Regions from separate parts of the Gossypium hirsutum genome. Here region 1 is linked to region 2. The links are chromatin contacts, called in public Hi-C maps. All regions are on one chromosome and are shown on one strand. Each heading gives the region's core, a stretch centred on a gene start, on an enhancer-like site or on the middle of the called end of the contact. The rest is flanking DNA. Distances are from core to core; before and after follow the strand shown. Region 1 holds the start of LOC107933520 (abscisic acid receptor PYL9). Region 2 holds the start of LOC107938163 (protein TSS).

Region 1 (7,271 bases), core at 4,025-6,524, 290 kb before region 2:
TACTTCATTTCATTTGGGTTGATTTGTCTTATATGTTACCAAGAATGTTGCTTGCTTTCATTACTATCATTACTTTAATGCATTGATCTTAGCAGTGATGTTTGGAGGAGAATGTTGGTGGGCAATATCCTGGTTTTAGGATTGGTCATATATTCCATTCAATATGGATATTTCCGAATTATTCTTGCGTGAATTTAACAAGGACAATGGACATCACTAAGATGCCAAAAACCACTTTATTCCTTTTTTAGATGAATGCAGTACTCTTTCCATGGCATTCGGCTCCAATTCTGGCCTATAAAAGGGACTCCTTACTCAAGTGAAATAGCTAAGAGATGTATTGGGGATGTACATGCAACCCTTTTTCACTCTCTTCCAAAGGCTTTGAGCTGCTATATGAAACAATCATAGTTCAAAGTCTTGGGAGAGAGTGAAGAAAAGTTGTCATGATTTTACACATCCATCATCTTATATACATGATGTTGTTTTACTGTGTTTCAAGTTTTTATATTTTGAGGGCTCATTGAAGAAATGCAAGCTTGTGGAAGACACCAAATTTGCAGCAAATATAAAATATTAGATTAACCATGATAATATTTGTTTACTATTACTTCTATACTAACTTCCGTAATAACATCTTTTTTGGTCATGTCGACGATTGTTTGTTTGTTGTGCGGTTCAAGTCACATTTGTGCTTTTTCTTAGATATTGCTAATCGCAGCAAGGTTGTGTTTTCTTTCATACTTTTGTGGCTCTAAATATGTCCCACTTCCTTTACTTGTCTTTTTTTTTTTTCATTAATCTAGTCCTTCTGCATCTCATTTAAGGAATCTAGTTCTTTATTAGCGTAGTTTAAAAATAAAAGTTCATTGACAAAATTGATAACCGACTTGTCAAAGTTTAACGTGTGTTACTAATTAGATTTTAGTTTTTTAATTAGGTGTTTAAATGGTAAAGTATCGCATATTTAAAATTAATTAATACAAAATTTACGAGAGTTTAGACAAAATATTAATATTAAAAAATAGGCTTGACCCAAATAGTAGGTCAATTTAAGATAGGGCCAGGTTTGGGCTCAAGTATTCAAGACCATAGTCTGACCTAAATCGAACTCTTTTCATATTTTTGTAATATATTATATTATGTATAACACATAAAAATTATATCTATAGTAACATATTACTACAATATAAACATATTAAAAAAAAGTGAAGTTGTCTATATAAACAAATTTAATAAATGTAAAATATATAAATTTATTAAATATTGAATTAAAAATAATATAAATGATTTTAAAGTAATTTAAAAAATAATATGAACAAGTTAAAATGAGATTAGATTAATCATTTATAAATATAGATGGGCTTGAATAATATATAAAATTTATATTTTAGACTACACCAAATTTAAATAAATATAAAATATATTAATATTATGTTTAATCATGGAGTGTTAATTATCTAAATTTGAAGCAACCAACAATACCTTGGGGGAGTTTTATTATGTTTGTAAAGATATTCCACAATTGGTTTGTATTTAATGCACCATCAGTTATTATATTTATTTTTAAAAACTTTTAACAAGGTCTGAGCTTGTATGGTGGACATTTATGTATTAATTGTGAATTAAATGCAAACTTTATTTTATGTACCATTTGTTGCGAAGTTTTATTATATCAGTTAATCTGTTTTAATGTTTTAACTGAAAGAAAAGAAAAAAAAAGAAAAAAGAGTTTGTTGGAAATATTTAGTCATATTTGTAAGAAGAAATTGCGAAATCGTACAAAATTTCAGAGACTTTACTAGTAGCATTGTCTATTTTTTAAAATATTTTATAAACAGACCAAAACGTTATAAAAACTGTTGTACTTATAATGAAAAATATATTATAATACGTCTACGATGTAAATGAAAATTATAATTTATAAAATTTGATATAAAAATAAATGAGATTTTATTGACATAGTATAATAAAAATGTTTAAACTCATAATGTTTGTGTTCAAATTTTATTAGCTTTTTAATATAAGACGTAAAAAAAGATAAAAATATTCTCAAAATAATATAATTTATTTTGTAAATCAATACTATTTTAGTGGAAGAGATTAAATTTGCAATATTTAAAATGCCATATAGAACAATGGCAGCATATATATATTTGATTTTGAAAATGTTGGACAGCCGAACCTAGAGATTTCCCAGGTGGAATGCTTGTGGCAACAATGTTTTAGGGCCAGTTCTTCATTGCTTTTGAAAAGTGCTTTTGAAAAGTGCTGTGGAAAAGTGTTTTTGAGAAGTACTTTTGAGAAGTGCTTTGGAAAAATTTAAGTGTTTGATATTGCTGTCAAAAAGTACTTTTGAAAAATGTCTATTTTAAACATGATATTATAAAGTAACAAATATGTATTTAAATAATGTTCAAATTAGTTAATATTATGATATTTTAGTAAAATTATAAAAAAATAATTTATTATAACTTATTGTTAATATTTTAATATATAATATTAATTTTAAATATTTCTAAGTAATTAATGTTAGTTATTTATTAAATTTAATTAGAATATATAAACTATATTTAAATATTAAAATATAATAATTAAATATTTATAATTAGATATTGACACAATTGTATTATTTTAAAAAATATTTTTTATTTTTAATTAATGCTTTTAACACATTTGTAAAACTCATATTAAATAACCAAGAAAGAGAACACAAAATAATAGCATCAAACACATTTTAAGTCAAAAAGTAAGGTTAAAAAGGTAATATAATAGCCAAAAGTGCTTTTTGGCTGAAAAAGTTAAAATTTACTGCTTTTTCATCTCTAAAAAAACTCATCTCAAAAGTTAAAAAATTGCCCCAATGATATGTGTTCTTCATTGCTTTTAAGAGAAAAGCACTTTTTTTTAAAAAAAGTTCATCCCAAAAGCAATAGAGAACACACCCTTAGTGGCCTTATGTTAGTGTTTACATTCCGATACTTAAGTGAGTAAAAAGATCCGTCCTTTGATCTTCTTCCTCCATTACAAATCCTCTTGGAAACAATTACATCATTGAATACACAGGTATGGAAAAGGGTACAACCCGGATTAAGACGAAACGTGAAGTTCGTTAGCCACTCATCTTCATTTATAGAAAGCACAAGAAAACATTTTAATGGAACCAACCAATGACATTGTTACAGCTTCAAAACTAGAAGCGTTACATCCTTACAAGTTTCCAGGATATGAAATGATAATTATTATGTTCTACCAACTTTCTATGACGTGCTCTCACTCTTGCAACTTCCATTCTCACGTGTTTGAAGTTGATTTGTTGCAGAAAATGCAAAAGACTTTCCAGTTTCCACCAAGGTAGGTCTTTTACTTTAAACAAAGATCATCACAAGATGTTTTTGATCAGTTAACGTGCAGTGCAACATTATGACTCAGAAAAAGCTAATCTTGGTGCATTTCCATGGTGTACCGACATTTTTCTGCACTCAAATTAATAGGCTGAGAACTCTACTCAACAAATATCTACTTTTTAAGTTTCCAAAAATGAAAACTAGCAGCAATACCAAAAATGATCCCAACAAGAGACCACTTAAAATAGACACCATCATAAAACATAACTGTACTTCAAATGGTTTCTCCAAATTCATCCTGCTGGGCCTGGCTGCTGCTTCAAATATGGGAAATGGAATTAAAATTCTCCCATCTCTTCTTAATATTAAATATTTACAAATAAGACCGTAGTTTTGGAGGCTTGTAATGAATTCGGATATCTCATAGATAAACTACTTACACAAGCATTTAAACTAAGAACCAAAAGGTGTTAAAAGAGTGTTCCATAACAAAGTGAAAGATGATCATATATCACAAACTCCAAAGATTGTCTTTTTCTTTTTGGTCATCACAATTCCACCTTTTTCAGTTAGTATCGGTTGATAGGCTGTGTCTGATCCATCACAGCCATCCTCTCTGAAACATCGGCTAACGATTTCAGGTTACATCGGATCAAAGCTTCCACGAAGTAACAAGTTTCGTCCGTGGTGTTCCCTTCCGGCACATCCACGACGAACGATTCGATCACCATTGTACCTGGCCTTCCTTCAATTACCTCGGGATGCACCGTCATGATCGAAGAATAATTCTGCAGTCAACAAAATGAGTACCGTGACACAGAAAACAAGTGTTAAGGAAGAAAGAAATGTTAGTATTTTGTACCCTGAGACGGTGGTCGCCGCCGACGATTTTGATGCCTAAAATGTGTTCTTCGTCATCGAGAAGTTCCAACCGTTCGGTGCTGGTGGTGGCCGGAAGTCCGGACTTGACGTTGACCTCTCTAACACTGCCGATCCCGAGGTCCCCTTTCATTATACACCTGCTGACGAAGGGCTTGTACTTTTGAGGCTGGTCAAATCGCCTTACCAATGACCATACCTATCCATGGTTAAAGAAAACAGAAACAGAACAACAAACCCATCGTTAAAATCAGACTTTTACGAACCAACGAGTTAACAGAAATTCATAATCTTGGCTAAAATAGTCTGGGTTCTTTTTTTTTTCTTTTTTATCCGTGAAAAAAATAGAATAAGGCAGAGATAATACATCATACTCGTAGGTTTACTTTTCTTTTTTCTTTTTTTTGGGGGGGGGGTTAAATTTCGACCAAGAACACAGATTTGATTTGATTTTGGGTAACAAACCAAAGAGAATAGATTTGGGTTTCAGCAGATCCATAGGAGAGTAGAAAGAAAAACGTGTCAACGGCCTAAACGGCGGCGAGAAAAACGAACAAAATGGGGAAAAGGGGGGAAATTATAGAGGAGTCTCAAACTGAGGAACTTACGAGATGAACAGGGGCTTTGATGTGTTTAACAAGAGCAGAGGTGCACTGGTCGTCTCTGATGTTGTGCCTGTGATGTCTCTGTATGTACTGGGATTCCATCATACTGTGAGCATCATCACCGTTCATTTCTTCTACCTTTTGTCCCAAACTGATATATAAGGATAAAAACGAGTTGTGTTGTTTGCCTCTGTAAACAAATCAGAAGGTGAAAAATTAGAGGAGAGTAGCAAGAGAGAAGAAAAGCAAGAGATTTGGTGAGGATGTTAACAAAGGGAAGGGGGCCTTACTCTTTAGCCTTTTGCTTTTGGTTTAGGTTTTAGGCATTTGGTTGGGACCAGGCTCAGCCTCTTACTTTCCGTAATTAAATTAAGGTTTTTCTCTTTTCCTTCACTTGTCTATACCCTGTTACCTCTCCATTTTTGTAAAATAGCAAATATTTTGAGATACTTTTCTTATTTTATATTTAAATACATGTTAAAAATCATAAAAATAGAAATAAAAAACATAAAAAGATTTATATCAATTTTAGTAAATTTATTATATAATTAATTCACGTGAATGTTCCTTAATCTAGCATCATACACAAACATTTAATATCTTTTAACGTGACAGCTATTTTCTATTTTCGTACTTGGATAGTTTCATTGATTGACATATCAAAATCTTTTAAATTAAATTAACGTGAACTCCATTTTGAGAAATAAATAAATAAATAATTCTTATTATAAAAAAATATTTCACAACCATTAAAAAATTAAAGTAATTAATTAATATTTAAATATTTAAATATTTTACTATTATAATATTAGGGTAATTTATTAAAAAAACCTCATTTCCAAAAGTATTTACGGAAATAGGCCAATTTTTTTATTATTTACCGAAAAGGTCTGAATTTCCCGAAAGCGCGTCCACGTCAGCGCGAAGTCAGGGGATGTGTCAGCAAAACGCGTCCTTGGGGGAGCATTTTGCCTCTTTTTTTAAGGTTAGATTTTTTGTGCTTGATTTGGGGTTTTAGGGTTTAAGGTTAGGGTTTTAAGGTTAATTAAATAAGGGGTTTATGGTTAATTAATTAAATTAACTATTAATTTTAAAAAATCAATTAAATTAGGGTTTAGGGTTTTAGGATTAATTAATTAAATTGGAGTTTAAGGTTTTAAGGTTTAGGATTTTATTGTGTTTATGGATGCACTATCAGTAAAATTACTAAAAAAAGCTTCCACGTGGACATTCTTTTGCTACAGTAGTATCTGAAAAAATAATTTTGATAAGATGTTTCTGAACAAATAGTATCCAAAACGCTTCAAGCAGGATGCACTGTTAGCAAAATTATTGAAAAAAACTCCCACGTGGACGCTCTTTTGCTATAGCAGTATATGGAAAAATAATTTTGAGAAGACGTTTCTGAACAAATGGTGTCCAAAATGCTTCAAGCATGATGCACTGTCAGCAAAATTACTGAAAAAAGCTCACATGTGGACGCTCTTTTGCTACAGTAGTTCCTATATGGCCTTAGACTATAAATAAGTCAAATTTCATTCTTAGGTTGTATAAGTTACAGCAAGAGAAATTGAGGCTAAAGTAGAATAGAAACTGAAGATGAGTGAACGTATTAGTGTTGTTATTTACTATGATGTGAGGTCCGTGACACGAAGAACGGCGTTGTTTTTTTATCGGAGAGCATAACACGACTGGTTTTTAACCAGGACATAGATTTGACAGAACTTCGTAAAAGAATTAGGCGTAAAATCTTCGGAACGACGCCAATGAAAGTTTTGTCTATTAAGTATCGATTTTGTGCTTCGGTTGATCCCGTGAGATATGACTCATTCGACATCAAAGGTCCTCGTAGCTTGGAGGCAATAGTGCAAACTCATATTGCTAGTGAATCACCCTATCTTGAGTTATATGTACAATTTTCATCACCAAATGATGCATTTGAGACTTCAACATCTACTGCTGTTCGAAAGGAATACACGACCCATGCCTGACACTCTGTAATGGGTGGCAAAACACGAAAGCGCCCGTGTTTGGTAGTAGTATGGAATACACAACCCCTGCATGACACTCTGTTGGTGGATGGGACATGCACCTTGGTGGGTCGATGTTTGATACTGGAAATACGTACTGGGAATGACATCAACTTTTAGTGGTTGGCAATCCACATCTGATTGGGGATGTTATGAAACGTCCACAAGAAGGGATGATGTACTCCCTACGACATCCACCAGCTAGGGGACCTCTTTCGTTGCAAATGCTGGTAGGTCAGATGATGAGTCCGATATGGATCCACCTTAAGAGCTCGGCCCCGATGGTGCAGAAGTTGCATTATTTTCTGAACCGGAGTCTATTCCAACCATACCTGAAGATGTTAAAGGGGGTTCAAATGAAGAATAAGAAGATCTGCAATTCAGGGCGTACTCGCCTCCAGCCCACATGC
Region 2 (7,611 bases), core at 4,735-7,234:
GATTGATGCATCGGCATTCATACCATCGCATACACTCATCTGCATGTTGAAGAGAAAGGGAGATTTACGATCTGGCAATTGATCTGCATTCTAAATTCCTTGATAATACCCAGAGGGTCATAGGCGGTTCCAATACCCTGAGGGTCGTGAATATTTCCATTAACGGTATAGCGGTTTATAACCTTGCACTGTACTGCATGTACGTTAACTATGCTACGTACTAGCATCTGATCTGGTAGTTTATATTGCACATCTGTACTGTGGTTCACCGCATAGCACAGTACAGTATACGCTAGCTTTGCTGCGTAACATATTTGATCTGGTTGTTATACTGCATGTCTGTACCGCGATCTTCCGCATGGCACTGTATAGCTTTTTGATAGTCCTAATTCCCTGAGGGTCGTGGAAAATGTATAGGGGATATAAGGTTGGATGGGCTTTTCGAGGTCCTATTTGGAGTGATTGGTTGGATGAGGTTACAGCTCTATTGAGGTTTGACGGGGGACGGAGATGGTGTATTGGTTGGATGGGTGGGTTATTTTATAACTCATTTGCACTCATATGCATCTGTTTGATTCTGTGACTGCTATATCTGTTTGACTGAAATATTTCTGTCTAATTGTCTGGGAAATCTGACTGCAATATTTGACTGGAAGGCACTCATCCCTAAAGGAACCTTGTGTGATGGGCTAAGGCCCAACCGATTCTGATTGTGGAAAAAGGGCTTAGGCCAGTTTGTGACTTCTAAGAATTTTTGATATTGTGTTTAATAGAGCCGTATGACTGTAAAGTTACATATGGTTTGTTTTGTTATAGTCACTCTAAAAGTATTTTTCGCTGCTGAACTATTTTCAGGTTTACTGTATCTATTTTTGTTTTGGTAGCTAATTAGTTTGATCTCACACTAAGCTCGTATAGCTTACCCCCTCTTTTCTTTCCCCTTTCAGGTACATTTCGGGATTTTGGATGCTGGACTTGGTATGCGAAGGACTAAGACAGTTTTGAGGCTAATAAGTTATTAGTTTGTGGTTTCAAACTTTTATTTGGTTATTCAGTTTTGAATATAGGGTTTTTAACATTGTGGTATAATTCTATTTTACGGTTTAATCATTTTATTATTCTGGTTTTTTTAAATACTCGATATTAATTATTTCAGGAATCGAATTAAGAATGACTAGTTTTGTAAGATTTTCTCACGATCACTTTGGTGGTCAATGTAGCATTCCGAATTCGGTTTAAACTTCTAGGCCGAGTTTGGGGTGTTACAAGGATTGATGACAATATTATGATAAATAATTGTATTCATTTAGTAATCTTAATATGATGTAGTCATGTGCTTAAATTTCATTTTACTTAAAATTTAATGTATATTTTTTATTTTAATATCATACATATTTCATGTGTTATTTAAACACATATTTATATTCTAAATTTGTAGTTTCACACGCATACACTTGTGATAGAATTTCTAGTATTTACTAATTTGAAATATATATGATTTATATGTTAACATGTATTAATTGATATCAAGACATGTCAATTAGCATCACATACTACTTGCCAAAACATAATTTGTCAAACTGTCATTTTTATTTATTTTATGAGTCGATTGCATCAATAATCCTCAAACTTTCATTTTAAATCGATCTCTAAATTTTAAATTATTTTAATTATATCTTTAAAATATTGAGGTTATACCAATTAGGTCCTTTTGTTACTAAAGTTGTTAATGTAAATGTTAAATGATAAATAAGATCTTACGTGACATAATTTTATAAAAAATTAAAAAATAAATATTATAAAAATAGATTTTTTTTATATCCTAGGTTTGAGATTTCCGAAGCTTTTACAGAAGTGTTATCATCATAAGCGAAGCCAGAATAATTTTTTATGGGGCCGAATGAAATTTTAATTTTTTATAGTCTATATCTTTATAATTTTTAAAGTATTAAATCGAATTTTTATAATTTTAGAGGGGCAAAAGTATAATTTTACCTTTACTAATTTAAAATTTTAAAAAAGTTAGAGAGCCTAAATAGCAATTTTTATTTTAGGGGGGCCGGGGCTCATGTCAGTCCCCCCTAAAATCGCCTCTGGTTATCATTCTCTCTCGTTCTCTGTCTTCCCCCTCTCTCAATTTTACTTTTAACTTTTACTTTTAAAATTTATATAACAATGTTCTGTTTATATAAAATTTTTATTTTAAATTTAACTACATAAATATTGAAATATCATTTAATAGTTAAATTAAAATTTTTAATTAACAAAAATACTTAATTAATATAACATCAATAATTTAAGAATATAATTAGAATGATTTCAAATTTAAAATTGAAGGATGTGTGGTTCAATTAACTCTTACTTTATTATTCTTTTACTGCCCTTTAAATACAAATGATATCATTTTAGACTTATTTGTAAAATATTTTTATTTCTAATATTATAATCCATTAATTAATAATATTGACAAATTCCACAGGATATGGAAAATGTTTCATTCTCTTCGAGATCAGCAATTGACTGGTTTGAAATTTGAAAATAACATCTCAATGTAATGGGATTTGACCTTATTTTAATTTAGGCAGAATAGTTTCCTCCACTTTCGTGAGTGAGTGTACACAAACATACTCATGACACATGTATAAACTAGGCTGGACAAAGTATTTCTAGAATAATAAATAAATTACTCAATATAAAACTGATTTGAAATATTGGTTAGAGTGTTGGTTGGCACTTAAATAATATAAGTTCAAATCTTATCATTTTTCTTAATATTGTTTTTATAATTTAAGTTTAATATACAATTTCTTAGATGAATTTTGATTTTATGCAATTTTATGAATGAAATTTTAATTTAATATAATATCATTCTATGCTTATATATTATATACACAAATAATTATATTTATCTAATACAAAAATAAATTGATGTATTCATTTTTTTTAAAGTTTTAGATATATATTTAAATCATAATCAAAATTTTATATGTATAATTGCACTAAATTAAAATATAAGTGCCTTATTTTAAATGATAAAAGAATTCAACTAGATATGGCTGTATTGAGATTTGCAATTTTTTTCTTTATTTTTTTTGTTGTATTGATTTTATCGTTATATTTTAAAAAATAAAAATAAAAAATTTAGAATGGGGAGATGAATAATAATATAATGAAAATTGTTTTCACCGTCCATCTATTTTAAATGAATTGATAATCCATCTTTGGTTCAATTCAAAGTTATAGTATTTGATAGTGTAATCAAAACTAATGTAGGATTAGTGAATAAAATTATGCTTTTTTCTTGATAATACAAGATTAAAAAGAACAAACGGTTTTTTAAAAATAAATACGATAAAAGCTATGCACTTTTTTCATAATCGTGATAGCAGTGACGTGGAAATTAAACTTATTTAGTAGCCATGAACTAATCTTCCGCCCTTTCTATGGGTTGTATAATTTTTTAATGTTAAAATAATTCCCCATTTCAGTATTAAAATATTCCAAGTATGTAGCACTATCTCTGTTACATGGTACAATAATCCCCCATTTTTGTATTTACTTCCTTTTAACTCTATATCGTCAAATGCAAGAAGTGTGATAAAGTAATTTGGTCGGTAAGGAATTTATAAAAAAATAAGGAAAATGATTTCGATTTGAATATGAAAAAAAATCAATTCAAAATAAATATTTTTTATATGATCTTATGTTTATTTAATGATATAAAAAATATTTTTTATTAATTATTTATCTCAATAATATCATTTTCAAATTTTTACTCTAAATTCTCTCTAAAAACATTTTATTTTAAAAATCTGTAAAATATAATTTTTTTCAAAAATTTAAAAGTTTTCTTCCTTATGTGGAATATTTTCTTTCTACTCATAGTAAATATATTGGTAGAGGGGGCTGTGGACCCGAACGCAGCACGGATCCTCTTGCTCTCTGTGCCCTGCAATGCAAACTGTCAATGAGGTGGGCAGGTACGGCCTAATATTACAGTACTTTTCAGTTTTTATTATTTTCCCAAAGAATAAAAACATATTACAATTATAACAACTTATTGAATCAAGTAGCGTCTATCAGGTTTTTTTACTAAATTAGGACAATTTTTTTTTTAAATAATACAAATGAAAAATTATGTATCAAAATGGTACATTTGGAGTGGTGCTGTCATAGACCTATAAAATATATTTACTTTAAAAAATGTACCATTTTAAATAAAATTTTTTTATTTTAATACAAAAATGTACCATTTTAGTACATAATTTTTTATTTATATTATTTTAAAATTTTTTTTATTTTTTTATCCTAGTTTAATAAAAAACCCAGCGTCTTCAAAAGAAAAAAAAACTTATGATAATATATAAATAAAATTTTGAGTCAAATATTTTAGATATAAAAAATATAATGTTGAGAGAATTTGTCTTTATTTAAACATTAGGAGTTCTAAAATTAAGGCTTGCATTTTCAATAAAATAAAAATTAAAGTTTGCATTTAATGGATATTATTAATGAACTGTGTTGAAATACAACCCTATTAATTTATAAATAATTATAAGATTTATCATATGTATATGTGCATGAAAATAACGATTTAAAATATAAATTTATTTTTAAAGATAAATACAATAAATAATGAAATATATTATTTGAGATTGATTAATAAAAATAACACATGAAATGTATATAATCTTAAAATAAAAAATTATATTAAATGAATAAAATGAAAATTAAACATGTAAATATATCATATTAAAAATACTAAATGCATTAAAATTATTTATAATGATATTGTCAACAATCTTGCATTAGTGTCAAGTTGGCTTACGACAACAATTTAACCAACAACATTATTCATATGTATAAATATATAAAAATTTAAAACATAGACATAACTTATAAAAATTTTAAATAAAAATTAAAAATTGATTTAGTTTAAATGACAAATGAAAAAAACGATATGAATAATGTATTTAGCTCAAATCTCATCATGTATAAATTTTTATTAATTTATAAAAATATAAAAGAAATAAAAACACTAACATAATCACAACAAAAGGAACAATATAGATTTTAAAATTTATTAAAAATAAATATAATTATTATATTTTTAACTAGTTAGCCTCATCATATATAATAACTTAATATGTAAATGACTACATGTAAATTTATTTTTTTATATTTTAAAGGGTTTTTCACTTAAATAATATAAAATAATAAAATAAATATTAAAATAGGATAAACATCCTATTATTTACCAGACTATGCAAAATGAGCATTATATCATCGATGTCGCCTAAACAATTAGTGGCACTCAATTTTCCTACCGTCAATGATTGCTTGAATCATTAAAATTTAAAAGATTATATACTTTTTTTAAGTGCTACCTGAGCAATTCGCGGCACCAGTATTTCAGGCGAAAAAAATACACCGTTTTAAATTATATTTTTCTAGGTATAAAAAATTAAATATTTAAAATTTTAATGATTCAAGCAATCAGGGGCGAAGCCAGGAGCTGGTATGGGCCCCGTCACCCTAAAATGTAAAATTAATTTTTACTCTTAAATTTTTTTAAAAATTTTAAATTAATAAATATAAAATTACACTTTGACCCTCTAAAATTATAAATATTCAATTTAATTCTTTACAAATTATAAAGATATAAACTATAACAAATTAAAATTTTACCAAATCCCGTAAAAAATTTTTTTGACTTCGTCCTTGTAAGCATTGATGATAGGGAAGATGAGGGTTGCTGGAGCAATTGGTGGGATGATATATACTGTTTATTTGGCCTAGTTTGATAATTAATAAGGTGTTTATCCTATTTCAGTATTAATTTTATTATTTTTTATTATTTCATTAAAAAATTCTATTTTAAAATATACTGCTACTAATAATAATTAATTTTTTTTTAAAAATTCCCAGAAAGTGATTATCAGTGTATAAGCCCAGAAACTGCCATAAAATGGGATATACTCATCTGACTGTTAAATCTCCGCCCTTCCTTCCTTATCATACCTCAAAACCCTCTCTTATATCATCTCTTTCTATTGCCCCCACCGCGGATGAGAGCTTCAACGGTTATGCCCTCTTCGTTATCCCATAGCTGAAATACCTTCCTTTTTTCCAGCTTTTTATTAAAAAAAACTATTCTATCTCTGTTCTTCAACCTTCAAGTCTCGGAAAAATCATCTGTTTTTTGCTGCTGCTGCTGCTTGGTAACCATTGAAATCTTAACTAGTTCCAAAGTTCATATACGTCGGGAAAAAAATTCTGCATAGAAAGCTAGTTTCGATTGGTTTCTGCCATTTATATGTTATATTGGAATTAAAATAAGAATTGGGTTATACTCCAAAACCTGCTTTTTACAAATATGTTTTATCGTTTGATTAATTTTTTGTTTATGAAGATGACGATACGTAACAGGATTCATTTTCTTGGTACAGGCGTGCAGCTATAAATATCTTATCTAAAAGAGCTTAAAGTTAGAAATTCCCAGTTCCCATCCCCATCTACCCCAAGGTTGAAAATGGCTCCAAGGAACAGCCGAGGAAAGGCCAAAGGAGAGAATAAGAAGAAGGAAGAGAAGGGTATTACTCTATTAGTATTTCTTAATCGTATTTGATAAATTACTCAAATTTAACCGCGGCGCCCCGCCCCGCCCTGCCCGGCGCGGGCCTTTTTTCATTTTGTTTGCAGTTCTGCCGGTGGTGATGGACATCACCGTACACCTCCCCGATGAAACTCATGTTATTCTCAAGGTTGGTCCCTGTGTTTTTAATATTTTCATTTTCATGTTCTTGAGCCTCCCTTAGCGATTTTGTTTATCATCGTGGCACCATGTGCGTGTATGTGTGCGCGTTTTCTTTTAAATTTTAAGAGGCCTCTTTTCGTTTTTCATGCTTTTGGAGCTGGATTTCGCTACACAATCGTCTTTTCGTCAGCAACCATTTTATTAATAATTCTTTGGGTCCCAATTCTCAGAAATTAAATATCTCAACCAATTATGGAAATGGAAAGCAGTTAAGCTTTAAATTTTTATTTTTTATTTTGAGTTGAGCTTCTTTAAATGAAGTTTGGAATTTGGAAGAATTTATCTTCTATTTAAAAAAATAGAATTCGTTTTAATTTTAAATTTAATTGCGACTTAGTATATTCCAAGAATAGATAATATTTATCTTTTCGACCTTTGAAATGGAGTTGGTTGCTAATATGTTGAATATATAAATATGTGCAGGATATAACAATACGCTACAATTTTTTTTAGAATTATCATTATTATTTAATTTTCTTTTTACAAATGGGGTAAATTTTATAATTTGCAAATAAAAATGGGCAGGGGATATCGACAGACAGGATACTAGATGTACGTCGTCTTTTATCGGTGAATACGGAGGCCTGCAACATCACAAACTTTTCCTTATCCCATGAGGTAAGGTCGTGAGGGTACATGCATTTCTAGTACAAATAATTTTTGGTAAACTAATTTACAAATTTTTTATTTTATAATTAGAAAAATTATTAGGCCCTTTTATATAATTTAATTTAAAAATTAATAAATTTTCGACCAAATATCAGAAAAATCATGTCAGCTTCAAAAGAATATGA

The links. Hi-C and Micro-C count contacts between places; a contact is called where the count stands out from the background.
Region 1: a contact with region 2 is called in a Hi-C map of leaf, with 1.8 times the contacts expected there. The contact joins the promoter of LOC107933520 here to the promoter of LOC107938163 in region 2. A contact is called at or near these places in 3 of 34 Hi-C or Micro-C datasets (all in leaf).

The regions. Positions count from the first base shown.
Region 1 is chrA08:102,075,072-102,082,342 of Gossypium_hirsutum_v2.1, reverse strand. It overlaps LOC107933520 (abscisic acid receptor PYL9), which reads right to left and starts at 5,274. Exons shown (of 4, transcript XM_016865752.2): 1 at 5,122-5,274; 2 at 4,835-5,021; 3 at 4,210-4,425; 4 at 3,681-4,135. The coding sequence starts at 4,960. The coding sequence ends at 3,917.
Region 2 is chrA08:101,789,101-101,796,711 of Gossypium_hirsutum_v2.1, reverse strand. It overlaps LOC107938163 (protein TSS), which reads left to right and starts at 5,984. Exons shown (of 27, transcript XM_041074598.1): 1 at 5,984-6,221; 2 at 6,450-6,593; 3 at 6,703-6,764; 4 at 7,343-7,435. The coding sequence starts at 6,533.